2 separate regions of the Mus musculus genome follow, and region 1 is linked to region 2. The links are chromatin contacts, called in public Hi-C maps. All regions are on one chromosome and are shown on one strand. Each heading gives the region's core, a stretch centred on a gene start, on an enhancer-like site or on the middle of the called end of the contact. The rest is flanking DNA. Distances are from core to core; before and after follow the strand shown. Region 1 has its middle 8.9 kb from the start of Gm26040. Region 2 overlaps Fndc3b (fibronectin type III domain containing 3B).

Region 1 (4,742 bases), core at 1,099-3,598, 420 kb after region 2:
GAAGGGCAAAGGAGGGATCCTGAGCAGGGCAGACATGGTTGTCATCTTGACTACCAATGTCCAAGACCTGTTTGTGAATTTGTACTATGGTTTTTGCAAAATTGGCAGAAATTTGGTAGCGATTACACAGGATCTCTTCCTGTGTGACTTCTTTTTTTTTTTTTTTTTTTTTTTTTTTGGTTTTTCGAGACAGGGTTTCTCTCTACAGCCCTGGATGTCCTGGAACTCACTCTATAGACCAGGCTGGCCTCGAACTCAGAAATCTGCCTGCCTCTGCCTCCCAAGTGCTGGGATTAAAAGCGCGCGCCACCATGCCTGGCTCCTGTGTGACTTCTTACAACTGTATCTGAAACAAACAATCAAAGACAACCTGCATAAACATCATTTATCAAGTATTTGAATATGCTGTAATGGAAGTGGCTAAGCATGCTGACTGAGATTCATTTTTGCTGCTATGATTAAATGTCCCAACAAAAAATCAACTCAGGGGAAAAAACATTATGTTAAATCACAGCTCCACCAGAGCAGGAAGTTGAGGCTGGCAGGAGCTTAAACTAGCTAATCATATCCATAGTCAAGAGCAGGGACAAACCTATGGATGCATAATCAGTACTCAGCACACCTGCTCCATTCTTACACAGCTAAAACCTCAAACCTAGGGAATGATGCCACCCACAGTGGACTGGGTCTTTCCACATCCATCAATGTAATAGACACAATCTCCCACAGACATGCTCACAGCCAAACTCTTACTGACACTCTGTTCCCCAGTAGTTCTAAATTGTTACATTGACAATTAAAGCTAACCACCACACAAATGTAGCAGGTTTTTTTTTTTTTTTTTTTTTTTTTTGAGACAGGGTTTCTCTGTGTAGTCCCGGCTGTCCTGGAACTCGCTCTGTAGACCAGGCTGGCCTCGAACTCAGAAATCCGCCTGCCTCTGCCTCCCAAGTGCTGGGATAAAAGGCGTGTGCCACCACGCCCAGCATAGCAGGTCTTTAGTATAACTTAGAGCTCTTAGTGAATTGCCATCTTACCAATCAATATTACAAATTATGCATAGTTTTCTACTGTATTCGTGTATTGTTTCACATGGTATTGGGAGAGAATCCAAAACTGTCTATCTTTGTGCCCTGTGCAGCCAAATGACTGTAAGGAGAACCAATGGGTTAAAAAACAAAACAAAACAAAAAACACCATAGCAATTGAAAGTGAAAAGAGCCTCAGGAGATAAATGAGCCCAGGTCCTTTATTCCTATGAGGAAACTGAGTCACAGTGCATACTTTGCTCTTGGACCTCATGATGTTGCACTTTGGCTGCCCACATGGATAAAAGGAAACAGAGCTTAATGGCTCTCTTCCAAACAGCCATGTTCCAGAACACACCTGCTGGGTCCCCGCCTAAGCTTAGTGAGCACACAGTTATTCATACCGAGGATGACACCATCCATCTATCTTAGAAGCCAGTGTGTGCCCCACAGGTTCTCAGAGGTTGCTGACAAGTGTCCCCCGATTTCACCCACCTCAGTGTGTCTTTGCTCCTTGACCTTTAAGGCTCCTGGTGCCAGAGTGTCTGCAGACAGAGGATCAAAGACCCTCGGAGAAGTAAGCCATGCTTAAACAAGAGGAAGACAGTCACTGGGTGAGTTATTAGGAAAAGCCAGCTAGATACCCCAGAGCCCTTCCTCATCTGGAAAATGCCTGAACTATATCCCAAGAATAAACTTCAAGCCTCAAGACCTAAACACAGGATGAGTCAGAAGCAGAGCTAACATTAAAAGCTCATAACTCTTCCTGCTGCTCCAGACACTCACGCTATCTGCCCTTCAAAAGGTTTGATGTGCCTGACACAGAGGACACAATCAATATCTTTGAATTGGAGGAAAGAATGAGGTTTGTAATGAAAGATAGAAATGGGAGATAAAGGAGGATATAAAGAAAAAAGAGTTGGATACACAAGTTGTAGAACTAAATCTCAATCCTGTTTCAGCTTCCTGGCAGGCATGGCAGCAAGAGTGACACACTGGACGTCATAGTTCTCATGTTGTAAGAGAACCCAGTCTCTTGAAGCTCTATGTTTTTTTCTTTATATTTCTCTCTGGGAGAATTGAGTCTGGTGGGAAATCTTGAATACCGAAGCATCTTTATATTTTGAGGCCATCTGTGGCTTATTCTTCAGTTCACTGTCAAAGTGCTTTTTGTAACCATGATGCTCCTCCCGAGTGCTGGCTGGGTAGTTTACTTAAAGAGGATAAATCCATTTTGGTTCTCATTCTCTGTCTGCGTGCAACTGCCCTTTCTTTACAATCCCTAGCCAGGCCCCACTGTTCAGGCTCAGCCTCAGAGCATTCCTGGAATACTTCTTGAGCCTTCTCTGGTTACCCAGCCCCTTCCCTCCCTAGTCTTACAGAGCTAGTCGCTAGGATATTTCTGCAATCCACTACACTCGGCAGGGCATATAACCCTCGTCCACGTTATCTCAGGCACCTCCTAAGAGTCCCTTGACAAATAAAGTAACTTGAGTCAAATAAAACCTTTGTTGATTGATTGCCCTGAGCAAGGTGCTCTGAGCCCTGAGCTTGCTGTGCCACTCTCGCCAGAGCTCCCTCCTGTCCAGGCTGCTGGCTGCAAAAACCAAAACAAAACCAAAACCAAAACCACCACCACCACCAACAACAACACCAGCATTCTTTTCTATCTGTGGCCAAGTTCCATATTTTTCTTCTTCTTGTTCCCTAGGTCTGTGATAGCATCCACTTCTCTGTCTGAAGTCATAATTCCATTGAGCTTATCTTTTTCATGAAATTTGCCAAGCAAAGCATTCGAGGGCTTAACGTTTTACACTAGCACATGTATTTTAAGTTCCAGGATTCTGGACATGACAGCTAATCTTGGCTCCTTTGTTTCATGTGTGGGAAAACAGAAACTCCCCAAAGGCAAAGGGGTTGGTTTTCAGTCCGTTTATTGGTGTGTAACTTGTTCAAACTTCTTTATCGGTTATCTTCTGGATCATTTGTGTTTTGTGGGCTGGAGATCTTTTTTAAAAAATTATTTATTTGTGTGTGTGTACACAAGCGTGCACATGCCACAGCATGCACGCAGTTCAGAGGATAAGACATGTTTTCCAGGGATGGTGTTCGCAAGCGTAATGGGAAAAGGCCTTACCTACTGAGCCTCCTGCTGGCCCCTGAGCTGGGAGATTTGCTTTTCCAAGTCATCATGCCATATTAAGAACATACAGTCTGGTACCCTGTGCATTCTTTATCAATAATAATTTATGAGATAATTGAAATCAGTTATCATCATTACCTTATACTCTCCTCCAGTATGAAAGGAATTAATTACTTAATAAACCAGGGTTGCTTTTTTAAAAAATGCTAGCCACTTGGGCATTTTAAGGCAGAGTTGTTAATAGGTAAGCCGCTTTTCATTATTCAACATCGGTCTTATTAGAACAGAACCATCTCAAATACCTTTCCTCACCTGCCTAGTCCCACAATGCTTTTCACCTGCCAAGTCCCACAATGCTTTTCACCTGCCAAGTCCCACAATGCGTTTCACCTGCTAAGTACCACAATGCTTTTCACCTGCCAAGTCCCACAATGCATTTCACCTGCCAAGTCCCACAATGCTTTTTCACTGCTTTAACACTGTGAGCTTTAGAAGTTTGAAGGAATTGATACTATAACTGTAGAAGACACCGTAAAGATCTACCTGTGAGGGAGAATCCTCTCTTCATGGGATGCCAAAGGAGCAATGGGAGTCTTGTTTATAAGAAGGTTTATAGAAGAGAAAATCGGGGGAGGGGGATTGTTTGAGCTTCTACAAACTGGAGATGGGTGGAGTGTTCAGAACAAAGCAGGGGTCATCCTGGAAAAATACTGGCAGCTTTGATCTTTCTCCTTGTCTAGAGCAAGGGGAAAGGGTAGTCTTCAATGAGTCTGCTCTGTGTACTTTAGTTAAACAACACTTTCAACATGTGTGAACAAGCATGAGGGGTTATTCAGATGGCAAAAAATACAAGCCTTGAATTTTGTGATTTTTACACCCATGTAAAAATAAATTCCCTTTCCCTATCGAGTTAACTGTGGACATCATAACTACTTAAGGGGAGTGACCAGAGACTATAAGGATGACAACTTGGCAGGAAAAAAACAACCTCAGTAATATGGGCATTTTATGTAAAGTTCTGTCTCTGTAGGGTTTTTTAGTGCTTCCTGGCCTTATAACAACTAGAGCTTTTAATACATCTTGGGGATAGTGACTCATTTAAAGAAGACACTTCCCCTCTCCAGGAGAATAGGGGAGAGGTTGAGGGAGAAGACGAGGGTTTTGAGCCATCCAGAGGATAGGTATCCATGACTTTCCCAGAGAGCATATCTGTCTTTGCGTGGTTCCCACGAGTAATTGTGGAATAACTCCCTGGAACCCAGATTAGAGGGGCCACCTGGTACCGCTCAATTGTTGGACAGTTGGTCTGGCATGATTGGGACAGTCCTTGTAGTGTGTCATCCATCAAGGCGGCTAGGAAATGACATTATAAAAGGGATTTATTGTCAACTGGTTTTTTGAAATATATATTAAAGTGTCAAGGAGCTGCGATACTCAGTCTTAGCTGTAGTCAGTGTTTGGTGGCTTCTGCTAACTCCCAGGAGGACCTGCGTGAGGAGAACAAAGAAAATCGACAAAAGCTCTAACTGAGACTGTCCTTCATAGCCACCGTGCAGTCCCTACTGGGGCAT
Region 2 (4,949 bases), core at 467-2,966:
CCGTTGGATGGTCTGAGGTGTGCAATCTTTTTGAAACCCTGTAGAAAATGTGCTGATCTACTTCTTGCTTGCATTAGCCTCAGTGACTACCTTTCACGCAGCCGCAAGATTCTCCTTCAGCTCAGGTCCAGCCATGTCCTTTGCATGGCTCTCCTTCCCTCAGGTCAAAGGTCACTTTTCTTAAAGCTGCTGTTACCTTGTCTCCCCGAGTCTCGGGAACGTTACCCATGGGCAGGCAGGCTGTATAACGAGATTCAGATTGAAACAGGAAGGCCAAAAGAGGCATCCTGGGTGTCCTGGGTCCTTAACTGTTGGTCTTTGCCATGTCTTAGATTGTCTAAGAAGTTGAGAGAGGCACCTGGGGGCTTCTCTGCGCCCCCTCTGGCACCTCTGCATGGTAGATGATCAAGACAGTACTAGCCCCTTGCATTCTCAGGGACTCTTGGTTTAGTTGATTTTCCTCAGCCAACGATCCACTCAGTGTCTAGCTGGTTGTCAAAGGCCCTGATACTGTTTCCATGGAGCCCAGTGTGTAGCTATGGTGCCTTCTCCCTGGTATTTCTCTGGATCTTCATCTCCACCAAAGGTCATCGGAACTCCCCTGCAGTAAAGTCAGCCTAACCCTGCATTCACAGAGGAGACTGAGAGTGTGTGTGTGTGTGTGTGAGTGTGTATGTGTGTGTGTGTATGTGGTGTGTGTGTGTGAGTGTGTGTATGTGTGTGTGTGTGTGAGTGTGTGTGTGTATGTGTGTGTGTGTGTATGTATGTGGTGTGTGTGTGGTGTGTGTGTGTGTGTATGTGTGTGTGAGTGTGTGTGTGTATGTGTGAGTGTGTGTATGTGTGAGTGTGTGTGTGTGTGTGTGTGTATGTGTGTGACCCCAGCATACTGGAACACAATGTGGTAATAAATTCAGTGATACAAGAGGGGCAACCCCCTGTGGTAGCACTGGTTTTATGTTTCCAGAAACATGCTGACTAGTCCAGGTGTGGGTCCCCTGGTAGCTATCTATGAATGTGGCCCAACACATGTGTATACCAACATCATGTCATACTGGCAACAGGGTGGACACGTATTCGTCACCACCGCCTTGGTTTTACGGCAATCCTCCCTTCACCCTGACTCTCATCACGATCTTTGCTAATAGACTATTCTGTCACCGTAAACTTCTGCTCAGCATCTAATTATTCCTAAATACCACTTTGCTCCTGTCATCTGATTGGCCATTTTCTGAGGAAATGGAGTTGGGTTAAGTAAACAGGATGTGGAAGTGTGGATTTGATTTCTACATCTCCAAGTGTCTTCTGGGCACGGTGTCTTGTAAGAAACAAATCTCTTATTTGCCCTGGTTAATTTGATATCACGGCACCCACAGTTAGAGTACAATCCCCATCTGTACATCACCCACAGCGATTTCAGATTGGTAAACATGTTTGTCCTGATAGTCACTGAATATTTAAAGAGACACCATTTCTCCTGGGTCCTATTTCCTGCTGCACTAGTGACTAACATAATGTTATTGTACAATGAGGACTTGAATCTGACAATTTTCTGATTTGCTAATTTCTCCCCCATCATCTGACTTTATAAAGGGACAAACAGGCATCCATTGTCATGAGGGAGCCCAGGATCTTTCAAACGCTTAAGAACTCCGGAGGAAGGTCAGAGGGCATGTGCTGGGTACACTGCATGAGTCAGCCCTCTTAGTTCCTTCTTTGAACAAGGACGGCGACGAGGGGTTCGGAAGGATAACGTATAGGACGAACGGCAAGGCTGTGGGGACATGCCAGGCACCGCTCGCCCGTCTCACCTCTTGTTCCTGTCTTCCAGCTGTAGTGTGTACACCATGTCACCAGCAGCATGTGTCTTGGAGTTACTGTCTCCCCACTTGAGCTTCAGGCTCTGAGGACCAGACGCAGCACACTCAAGCCTAGGAGGCGAAGGCGGTAATGGCCGAGTTTTTGCTTTAATGAACTGACTAAATGGTCCAACTCCAATTTCATTGATAGCCTGAATTCTGATCCTAGAGGTGGGGAAACAAAAAGAGTACATGTTTAAGAGGCTGAACTTTCTTCATTCAGAATGGACGTTTGCTACATGCCCCTAAGGCAAGGCAGGGGCAGAGCAAGCGAGCCCTGGGCAGCACAGAGAGGTGGTTATACACTCGATCTTGAACACAGAAAATCCGTGCACTAGTAAGTGTTCCTTAGGATGCCTCAGAAATGTTCCTGCTAATGTCACGTAGATACGAAACTCTTAACTGGATGCTTACTGGAAGCAGTGATGATGGATCAGCCCTGCCCCACCCCCACACTCTAGGAATTTAAAATCTAGTAGACTTAAAATGTATGTATATAACCTTACATACTATCCCTGTTTTCCTGATTCTTCCAAGTCCCAACTTGTTGATTAGCCACAGTTCTCCAAAGTCACCGAACAGCCCTCCTCTGGCTGTGCACTCCCTACCCGGCACACCTCTTTGCCCTGAGTGTTACAGAAGCTCACCCACACCCACCTGCTTCAGCGGCATCCCCCTCACCCACACCCACCTGCTTCAGGGGCGTCCCCCCTCACCCACACCCACCTGCTTCAGGGGCGTCCCCCCTCACCCACACCCACCTGCTTCAGGGGCATCCCCCCTCACCCACACCCACCTGCTTCAGGGGCGTCCCCCCTCACCCACACCCACCTGCTTCAGGGGCGTCCCCCCTCACCCACACCCACCTGCTTCAGGGGCGTCCCCCCTCACCCACACCCACCTGCTTCAGGGGCGTCCCCCCTCACCCACACCCACCTGCTTCAGGGGAGTCACCCCTCACCCACACCCACCTGCTTCAGGGGCGTCCCCCCTCACCCACACCCACCTGCTTCAGCGGCATCCCCCTCACCCACACCCACCTGCTTCAGGGGCGTCCCCCCTCACCCACACCCACCTGCTTCAGGGGCGTCCCCCCTCACCCACACCCACCTGCTACAGGGCATCCTCCCTCTAATGTTCTAAACAGAGGACTTCCCTACTTCCTCGTCTTTTCTATACCTACAAGCATCGACTAAAATTCCACTTTATTAACGGGGTTCTCAAGTCAACCTCATGTCTTCACGAGGCTTCACCCAGGTTAAGTCCACTTAGGTCTGTGACTTCCAGTGTCCTCATGATTCCTTACAGAGCCTACAGTGGGGTCCTCTCTCTAGATTCCTTGCTAGATCACAGGAGTCTGAACTCACAACCACTGCACGACTGAAATGCATAATGTTAAGAGCTCAGAAACTTTCAATAATTAAACATGATTTGAATTCACAACATAGTTTTTAAAAAAAAAACAAAAGATTACAATGAATAATATAGTCCAAGGAAAACTAGATCCTTTTTATATATTTCCATGATTTAGTTAGTTTTATGTAATTCTCTCCTATAGTTTTTATTGTTTATACTTAAAAAGGAGGTACAACGTAAACAATACTAAAATATAACACATGAGTCAAATTCTCCAAACTTTATCATTCCAGTGGCTGAACTAAGTTCAGAAGTCAGTCCCCGTGTGCAAAGTGCTGCAGAGAAAGGCCAGCTCCAGGGTGTGCATGGCTCTGAATGAGGTGGGAAAGCTCTTTTCTCTGCTAGCTCATTCTCTAGGCCCTACCTTGTTTATAGTCTACAGAAGAAAAAAGCAGATGATCATATCAGTTGATAAAGTATCGATAACACAACCCAAGCTCCATTTCCAATCAAAATGCTCTGCAGACATGGAGGGAGTCTCTTTGATATGATAAGTACCTAACAAAAAGTCCACCGCTACCATGACATCAGTGGGAGAGGACATACTTTCCCTTTAAGACCCGGAGCAGGATCAGCAAGGCCAGACTAGCGCAAGGATGCCTGGCGTTCTCAGCCTCCTGTCTAGCAGCATTTGTTAGGTATACCTATGGTGCTGGGAACAAAAGGTATAGAGAGCTAGGGAAAACAAAAAGGAATCCACAAGATGCTGATGAAATTATTATAGAGAACCTACAGAGACAGACAGACAGACAGAGAGAAAGAAGGGAGGGCTCACAGTAAAGTGTCAGTTCTCCCAGGATTCACCTATAGACACAATATACTAAAATCAGTCCCCACACTCAGATGCTGAAGCGGGAAGATGGAACATTCAAGGCCAGCCTGGGCTACAGTGCTTACAATTCTTGTCTCCAAGATTAAATAAACACATAAAAGAATAAAGTAAAAAGTCCTGGCAGGGTTCTTAGGAGATAAAGACAAGCTAATTCTACAAGTTGTGTGGAAAGGAAGTAAACTAGCCAACACAAATGTGAAAGGCAGGCTTACTATAAGGCTATAGTAACCACAGGACCACCCAACGCAAGGACTTACTATAAAGCTACAGTAACCAAGGCAGTGCGGTATTGAGACAGACACGGAGATCAATGGAACAGAATAGAGGCTCCAGAAATAGACCTACACAAATATGGCCAATTGATTTGTGGCAAAGGTGTGAAGGCAACTCAATGGAGGAAGGACAGTCTTTTCAACAGATGGTTCTGGGAGCAATTGGATGTCAAGAGAAAAAAGTAAAAATGTCAACTTAAATGTCATGCCTAAAAAAAAAGTAAAATAAAATAAAACCAACGTAGTCAAACACTGACCAAAGATCTAAATGTAGAATATAAAATGGTTAAAAGAAAGCACAGGAGAACATTTCCATTACCTAGAACTTAGAAAAAGAAAGGCTTTCACATGTGACATGTTTGTGACAATAGAGAGAGAAAAGGAAAATCTGGGTCTATCCAAATTAACACCATTTTCCATGTTCAGAGAATGAAGACGAGCTGGGGACCGGGAGAGAGGACTCCACACAGCTCATGTGACAACGAATCTGTACTCAGAATATACAGCGACCTCCTCAGAGCTCAGAAGGAAGGGTGAAAGACCCTCCCTTCCTCCATACACCCCCCCCCCACA

Evidence for each region. Hi-C and Micro-C count contacts between places; a contact is called where the count stands out from the background.
Region 1: a contact with region 2 is called in a Hi-C map of bone marrow-derived macrophages, with 17 read pairs. The contact joins two enhancer-like sites. A contact is called at or near these places in 1 of 39 promoter capture datasets (liver), 1 of 15 datasets of contacts at CTCF or cohesin (the NIH/3T3 cell line), 1 of 484 Hi-C or Micro-C datasets (bone marrow-derived macrophages) and 1 of 9 other capture datasets (embryonic stem cells).

The regions. Positions count from the first base shown.
Region 1 is chr3:27,856,868-27,861,609 of GRCm38.p6, forward strand. No RefSeq gene overlaps it. Among named protein-coding and RNA genes, the nearest start is that of Gm26040, 8.9 kb to the right of the region's middle. Within about 2 kb of position 2,349, at least 118 of the 459 cell types and tissues checked have an H3K27ac peak or open chromatin away from gene starts, as enhancers often do. A contact at or near this core is called in bone marrow-derived macrophages, where this site is marked.
Region 2 is chr3:27,438,150-27,443,098 of GRCm38.p6, forward strand. Fndc3b (fibronectin type III domain containing 3B) reads right to left here. Exons shown (of 26, transcript NM_173182.3): 23 at 1,809-2,021. Among named protein-coding and RNA genes, the nearest start is that of Gm32738, 42 kb to the right of the region's middle. Within about 2 kb of position 1,717, at least 10 of the 459 cell types and tissues checked have an H3K27ac peak or open chromatin away from gene starts, as enhancers often do. A contact at or near this core is called in bone marrow-derived macrophages, where this site is marked.